Regions from separate parts of the Delphinus delphis genome. Here region 1 is linked to region 2. Evidence: chromatin contacts called from public Hi-C data. All regions are on one chromosome and are shown on one strand. The core of a region is the stretch at or near the end of the contact, and the rest is flanking DNA. Distances in the headings are between cores, read along the strand shown. Region 1 holds the start of GLOD4 (glyoxalase domain containing 4). Region 2 holds the start of TIMM22 (translocase of inner mitochondrial membrane 22).

What was found. Hi-C and Micro-C count contacts between places; a contact is called where the count stands out from the background.
Region 1: a contact with region 2 is called in a Hi-C map of lung, with 5 times the contacts expected there. The contact joins the promoter of GLOD4 here to the promoter of TIMM22 in region 2. A contact is called at or near these places in 3 of 3 Hi-C or Micro-C datasets (lung and muscle).

What each region holds. Positions count from the first base shown.
Region 1 is chr19:45,878,708-45,882,917 of mDelDel1.2, forward strand. GLOD4 (glyoxalase domain containing 4) reads left to right here and starts at 2,370. Exons shown (of 9, transcript XM_059998094.2): 1 at 2,370-2,507. The coding sequence starts at 2,418. It overlaps MRM3 (mitochondrial rRNA methyltransferase 3), which reads right to left and starts at 2,309. Exons shown (of 4, transcript XM_059998089.1): 1 at 1,990-2,309; 2 at 1,496-1,740; 3 at 1-90. The coding sequence starts at 2,303.
Region 2 is chr19:45,715,683-45,719,618 of mDelDel1.2, forward strand. It overlaps TIMM22 (translocase of inner mitochondrial membrane 22), which reads right to left and starts at 2,586. Exons shown (of 4, transcript XM_059997402.1): 1 at 2,329-2,586; 2 at 5-201. The coding sequence starts at 2,566.

The DNA of each region.
Region 1 (4,210 bases), core at 1,120-3,619, 160 kb after region 2:
GATTGTCACAAATCAACAATATGGGCAGTGCGTGGAGAAGCTGAGTCTCTGGGTATGTCATCTTGACGTGGTCAGGTTTGGCAAAAATCCCTAAAGAAAAAAAAAGGTGGTTCATTTGTCTGGCATGGGGAGTAATTTGACTTTTCATTTATTTATCATTCTTTGTGTATTCTTAATTACATACTAGGTGAAAACATTCTGATCGAGAAATTCAGTGCCCTCCTCTCCCTCATAACTGCTTTCAACCTTGGAGTGTATCCTTTCAGAACTTGTTCCATGCATCTCCCTACATGTATGTCCATCTACCCATATATAAGTGCTTTTTCTTTTACCTAAAAAAAAAAAAAAAAAAAATCACACTCTATGAAATTATTCTGTAACCTAGTAATTCTTTTTTTCTTTTTGGGCCTCACTGCATGCCTTGTGGGATCTTAGTTCCCCGACCAGAGATCAAACCCGGGTCCTTATCAAGGACAACTATAGCTAATAAGAGCACAGTTACTTAGACTGAGTGGAGGACTTTAGTAGTCCAAGTTCCCACCCTATGGGAGAGTTCTGGGCACGGGGGCACAGATTCCTAGGATTTGCTGGGTTACAGAAACAAGAGACTGTCCCCAGAATTTCCGCTCCCAATTAATAGCTATACAGTGAGCCCACTACAGGGAATATGCATGCATAACTGGTGTGAGAGGCCCTGGCCTAAACATTAGAATCTTGAAGAAAACGCCTTCCCTGCCCCAACTATCCCTTACTATCTAAGAGAAATCTCTACACTCACACATTCGATTCTCATATCTTGAATGTCAAAAAAGTATAAAGAGTTTAGTCTTTCCATATTTAGAAAAAAGACTTTCTAAGTGCTAACAGTCTATTAGAATCTTGAGTTGGATTCAATCAAATGAAGACATGGTTTCCTGTTCAACAGGCTAAACCGGGCGACAAATTGCAGCTTACTGCTCAGACCTGCTTCTAGAATAAGGGGGTCAACAATATATAGGTATTACCACACTGGCAGAGGTTTTGTGGAAATAGAGGGTAAATCTTTTGGTAAACATTTTAATTTTTTTGTTTTTGGCCGTGCCTCGTGGCTTTCGGGATTTTAATTCCCTGACCAGGCATCGAACCTGGGCCCACAGCAGTGAAAGCACCGAGTCCTAACCATTGAACCACCAGGGAATTTCCAACATTTTCTTAATTTTTAATTGAACACTTAAGGTTGAAGAAGTGACCCCCAAAAAATAAGGTCTGAGGAAGACTGATTATTCCCTAGAGACTATAAAAAACCCACAATACAAATGACAAAAAAATGGCTTGAGTCTCCACTGAAGATACAAGATGCAAAGATTTGAGAAATGTATTTTTCTGGGTGTCTTAAGAAAAGGTTAGGCACAGTAATATTTTGAATTTGGTTTAAATAAAATTTGTTGCCCTGAGACAAATATGAACAAATAATCCCAAGTCTCTACTTCTAGAGACACACTGGATAACCACTAACCCATTATTCCTTGTGGTGTTACTAGGTCGGACCAATCCTTGATATCCTCAAATTTCACCTTAATGAGGCTAACACCTTTCAGCTTCTCAATGGGCAGCTCCTTTATGTAGTCCAGACGGCTAAAGAAGAAAACTCTGGGCACAGCACCAGCCTTGAGAGCATCTGCAATCAGCCTACGACCTTCCAACAGGATCTTCCCTTGCTTTTCCCGAAATTGCCTGGACTTAACAACTGTCATCACACTGCTGTGGGTGGAAACAAAAAGACGGGTAATTACCAACATCCTCGTTACGGAGACACATCTAGTTCTAACAGACATGAAGAGCTTCGCGGGGAAAGAAACGAACTGTTAGACACTTATCCTACCCTCCGTGCATAATAAAAACCAGCGAGTTGTGCTTCAAGAGGTCCTCCAACGGGAGGAAAAAGGTCAAGGTCTCGTTGTGAGGGGAAAGAGAAACGAGAAAACTCGACAAGCCTCAGGAACACATCACCTCAGCCTTTTGTCTCCGGGGAAAGCCTTATCATAGCGAAGCCCCGACTCTTCCCAGGTGCTGGGGGTCTGGGATGGGGGCACCTGACGCGACTGCTTCAGTCGCTGCTCGCGGGGACTGGCCTCTGCCGCCGCCTTCCGAGGCTGCTTCCCGGGACCGGGCTTCCGTTCCACGACCTGACCTGATGGAAACACCACTTTCACGGGGCTGCGCCGCAGCGCCCGGACCCAGCGCCGCGCATCGAGTTCCCAAGTCCGCACCACCGGCAACAACGATCGCGTGGCCCAACACGCGCGCTCCCCCAGCACCGCCATCTTCCCCTGCGCCGTGAGCTGCGTCACGAAGGCGCGCCGGCGGTGATCAGTGACGTCACTACCGCGCCGGCATCCTCTGTGGGCGGTGCGGCGCTGTACGAGTAACGGCTGGTCATGGCGTCTCGTCGATCTTTGCACTTCGTGTTCAAAGTGGGAAACCGCTTCCAGACGGCTTGTTTCTATCGTGATGTCCTGGGAATGAAGGTGGAGACGGGGCGGAGAGGGGTTGGCGCGCGAGGGGGTCGCGGGAGGCTGAGCCCCACATGGCCGAGGGAGGGGAGAAAAGGGTGTGATGTGGATTTCAGCGGGAACCCGGGTGTCCGACCTTAGCCCCTAGACTTCCCATTAGCTCTGTGGTTTTCAACTTCAGGAAGAGCCGTAAGTCGCGGCTTGGGTTAGATGGACTTTGAAAGGGGGTCACACTTACTAGTCGCCGATTGTGTTGCCCACACACGTTCTTTCATTTAAGTTTATTCACGAATGTTTATTCCTGCCCTTGCGAAGCTTCTAGTCTAGTGGGAAAGGCAGTAAATAAAAAGTTATATATAATACTCCTCCGGTGAACAATGACTCTCTTCTGGTTTGGAGCCTTTCGGTTTAGATATCAGCATTAGTCAGAGTTCTGCTTCTCTTGTTGCTGGTTTGAATGGTCTCTTGGATATTCAGTCTCTGGGTGAGTGCTCCAATTCTTCTCTCCATAGTCCAGATCTAAGTGTGAAGTGAGAAGCCATCCTCGTCTCCAACACCTGGAAGTCGCCTCTCTCCAGCTCTGAGCAGCTGTGATTCTGCAGAGATCACCTGGGTGGCAAGCGCTGGTGGAAGCTATTGGGGAGCTTCCTGATAAGCAGGGACTTTAGATGTTGTCAACTGAAACAAAAATGCATAACCTAAAATTTTCGAGTTAAGTTCTTTTTGGGAACCTTACTGAGGACTATAGCCTGGAAGACAGCCTCTCAGATAGCTCTGAGGAACTGCCCCGAAGAGGCAAGGGCGGAGCTAGAATATATATGAGTTTGTTTCTGGGGGGAAAAAAAAACAAAACCACGTAGTTGAACATCAAAAGATTACTGCTAATCACAAAAACAGACATCTCAAGTTAATGCTTCTTTCTTTTTTTTTAACTTGGGATTTTTAAAAATAAACTTATTTATTTTTGGCTGCATTGGGTCTTCGTTGCTAAGCACGGGCTTTCTCTAGTTGCGGCGAGTGGGGGCTACTCTTCACTGCGGTGCGCGGGCTTCTTATTGCGGTGGCTTGTCTTGTTGCGGAGCATGGGCTCTAGGCGCGTGGGCTTCAGTAGTTGTGGCTTGGGGGCTCTAGAGTGCAGGCTCAGTAGTTGTGGCTCATGGGCTAAGTTGCTCCACGGCACGTGGGATCTTCCCGGTCCAGGAAGTGGTCCCCTGCATTGGCAGGCGGATTCTTAAGGACTGCACCACCAGGGAAGTCCCAGAAGATGGGTTCTGGATTCATTGAAATTATTCCTTAGATATGCATCTTAAATATCTAGGGCCAGCATCCAAAGCATGGAATGCTTCTTGTTTTTCTCCATCCTGAATTCCCTTCAAGGTGCACTGTTGGTGGGCCACTGCAGTAGCTGATGCCCTGGTCCTTGTAGAAATGGAGTTGCAGGCGACATTCTTTGTTTACAGTGTGCAAGAGTGCGATTTAATGTAAAGACACCGCAGGAGACATGGAGTGCAAAGGGAGTTACCTGAATTCATCAGTCATTTAAAAAACATCACCCACTTCATGGTTCTGTGTTGGGCTTTGGTGACAAAGATGAAAATAACCCTGGTATCTGTCCTCAATTAAAGCTCCTGGCTTGGAATGGGGGTGGGAATTGTACATTGCTGATGGTAACGGTACTTGAAATTTGATGATGGAAAACCACAGAGCTCTCTCTTAAT
Region 2 (3,936 bases), core at 1,336-3,835:
TTACAGATTCTACCAAACACTCAGTGCAAGAAAACATGGCGCCCACGATGGCAAAATTTTTGGCGTAGGACATTCCTCTCTGCCCCATGTCTTTAAGAACTTCTTTTGCTGTAGGTGTGCGGTAAGGATCCTTAGGGTCAAAGCCCACATTGGTATCAATGCCAGCAGTGAACACCCCAAATGCACCTCCCAAGACAAATCCTAAAAACAAACACAGAGAGAAGATTTCTTTGGTATGTTCTCTGGATTACTGTAATGGGGTCATACTCAAATAGCACCTTTTGGATGGCCACCAGTGAAGAGGACGCCCCTTCTTGCCTGGAAAACTCTCTACTTGTCTGGTTTCCACGTTACAAAATCCAGAATCTATCTTGTTGGCAGCTTCTTCTCTGACTCTTCTGGGATTTCTTCCTCCTTTCATTTTCTAACATTCCTCAAAATTCAGTCTTTAACCCTCTTTCTCTCTCTACACTCTCACATGTAAACCAGTCACCCTCAAGTTCAGGTATCAACTTTGCAAATCACTCCCTTGACGACGGTGACATCCATAATACTCATTTGGTAAATACCATGTGCCAATCACTCTGACGCTTTATAGTCCCAGCCTCATTTATTCTTCACAATAGTCCTGTGAGATAGATATTATTAGCCTCTCCTTTCTGTAGGTGAAGAAACTGAGGCTCAGAGAGGTTAACTAATTTCCCTAAGGTCACAAAGCTACCGAACGGCAAACCCCACACTGCTGTCCACAGCTGACCTTCCTGAGCCTGCTGGACATGTCAACATGGGATGTCCTCTTGCCACCTCAAGGTCGGTATACGCTCAATGAAATCATGGGCACCTCCCCTCCAGACTTTCCTGCTTATGGCTCCTTCTTTCCAGTCACTCCTACTCCAAACTTCAGGGGCATTTCTGACTGTTTCTTTGCCTCCCCCTGTAACCCTATGTCCACAATTATCATCCTAGTCTAAGGCCTTTATCACTTCGCCCCTGGTGCACTACAAAGACTCATTCATCATTTCAACAGATATGTATTTATTAGGGTCAGGCACAATGATGAACAAAGACCCAGTCCATGTCTCACGGAGCTTCAGTCTAGCAAGTTCCCTATATGGTCTCCCTATCCACAGACTTTCCTTTCCTTCATCACACTCCACCTTGAGTCATCATGCTCATTACCACTTGTTACCCTCTAAAAAACCATCAACGGGGACTTCCCTGGTGGTCCAGTGGGTAAGACTCCACGCTCCCAATGCAGGGGGCTGGGTTCCATTTCTGGTCGGGGAACTAGATCCCACATGCATGCTGCAACTAAGAGTTCGCATGCCGCAACTAAAGATCCCGCGTGCCGCACCTAAGACCCAGCGCAGCCAAAATAAATACCTACATAAACATTAAAAAAATAATTTAAAAACCATCAATGACTGCCCTAATGCCTGCAGGCAAAAAGCCCAAATCCCTCACCCCACCCCCAACTTGAAATGCTGTTTCTCCTCCTCTTTGTCTAACCCCATTCTCTCAATCCTCCAAGACACGCTCTAGTCTCACCTCTTCTTGTGGCCTTCCCCCAACCAAAAAAGATCTTTTTTTCTTTCTGCTCTACTTCACATGTGCACTCTCACCTACATTCCTTTCTTTTTTTTTTTTTTTTTTACATTCCTTTCTTAATTGCCTTTCATTCTCAATGAGACTTCAAATCACCTGCAAATGTGGCCACCCTCTTTACTCTGCATACAGGAGGGACACATACATTCTCAAATCCTCAAAACGTTAAAAAAAAAAAAAAAAAAAGCCAAGTCCAGACTTCTTTCCCCCTCTTTCCCTGCTGTCTAGTCACACTGGCCTCACTGGCCTTTCTGTTTTTCTAACCTCAAGCCACTTCCGGCCAGACCTTTGCAGGTGCTGGGCCCTATGTCTGCAGAGCTCTCCTCCAGGCTCCTTCTCAACAATTTTCTATGTATATTAAAATGTTAGCTTCATGAGAACAAGGATCTTGTTCTCACCCTGTCTTTCCACCGCCTGACACGTGATAGCTGCAAAGTAATAAGCTGTTGAAAAATGATTATTTAAAAGCGAATGAATGAATGAAGTCAACCATCTTAGAACCCCCAGGTCCCGACCCAGGATCGATTGTCTGATCCAATTTCCAGAGGCGAAAGCCACCCTCGGGATCTAGGGAGGCGCTGCTCGAGCTCACTGAACCAGGCGGGGGTGGGTCAAGGTCGAAGCCCATGGACTCCTCGCCTCCCAGGCGCGTGGTCTGCTTGGCAGGGGACCCCTATGCCGCCCAAGCCCTAAGCCTCCCAAAGGCCCCCCTCCTCGCCTCACCTCCCAAGCAGGCCAGCGCCGCCTTGAAGGCGCAGCTTTCCATCGCCCTCTCGACCATCTTCTGCTCCTCACTCTTGGCCGGACTCGGGATCCCGCCCAGGCTCCCAGGCTCCAGGAGCCGGGGCTGACGCTTGTCACCCACCAGGTACTGCAGAAGAAGGCTGTACTGCAGCGGGGCTTCGGCGGAAGCCGCCGCCCCAGGCGCGGAGCCCGCGGCACTGCGGGCCGTCTCCCCCATGACTGCGGCTGCCCAAGAAACCTGGCTCTCTTCTTCCCACAGCAGATTCCACAAGCCTCCCGTGGGGCCTTGCGCTCCCAGCCATTGTGTCGCAACGGCAGATTCGCCACACCGAGCGAGCCCGACGAAGCAGCGGAAGCCAAGTCCGTTCGTGCACACCCGGCGGAAGAGCTATCACGTTCTCCCAAAACCTCCTGTGAATACTGAATCAGGCTTGTGCAGCAGTCCCAACGACACTGACAAAGATTCAGAGTCACCAGAAAACACCCTCTTCGGGGCTGCAGCGCGGTGAGTATCGGGATTTGTAGTTTAACACGTACACCCCAGACATTTCCCAGGAAGCTTTGCGCGGGCACTAGCGTCTCAGCCTTCTCTCGAGCTCCTGACGGGCGGGAGGGAAGGGAGGCTGCAGCGCGCCGGGACGCCAGCAGGAGGTACGCGCGCCCCGCCACTGCCCTTCCAGCCTACTAATTCCTAGCGTGTGTTGTGAGATGTCAATAGGGGAAGGTGCTTTGTAAATCAACGTGAAAGCGTGGTATAAATGTATGGAATAGATGTTTTATTCAATAATTAAACCGTTGAGGGGAGAGAGAAGGAGCCAAAAAATGAGTGAAGCTATTTAAAAAAAAAAAGAAAAAGGAATTCCCTGGCTGTCCAGTGGTTAGGACTCCACACTTTCACTGCTGAGGGCCCCGGTTCGATCCCTGGTTGAGAAACTAAGCCTCCGCAAGCCTCGCAGCGTGGCCAACAAACAAACAAACAAACAAAAATAGTGATGCTAACCAAGCTTAATATGAGACAATGATAGGAAGTGGAGGTGGCTTTGGCCTGACGGAGAGCAAGGGAAGCTGAGGCTGCTACTCACGCCAGCCACATGTTGTCAATGGAATTAATGATGTGGGACTAGCATTGCCATGAAAAGCCAAATTTATATTATGCTGAATCAATTAAAGTGCTTACTAGCTTGCAAACTGAGGACTTGAAGGTTAACTGTGAGAGCACCGTGTATGAACCCAGAAAATCTTTTGCAGTAGTTTCTGTGGTACTAAAATAGATCCCCAACTGTTGTATTGATCCAGACTAGCAGTGTATCTGGGTGTATCAGCTAAGAGAAACATAAATGGAAGCAGAAGGTAGTGAGGTAGCCAGTCAACAGAGGCAGAGATACCTCTTTGGTAGCCAGAGTTCTCTGTGCCGCAGAGCAGAGCCTGTGGTTCACTCTGCTTCTGCTCCCACCAGACCACTAAACCAGCTTGTCCTAAGGTCCCTGGTGACGCCTCAGTTGTTAAGTCTAATTCAGACCTCATTTCACTTTACTGCTCAGCTGCGTTTCACGCCATTGACTCCTCCTTCTGTGAAGAAACTTCAAA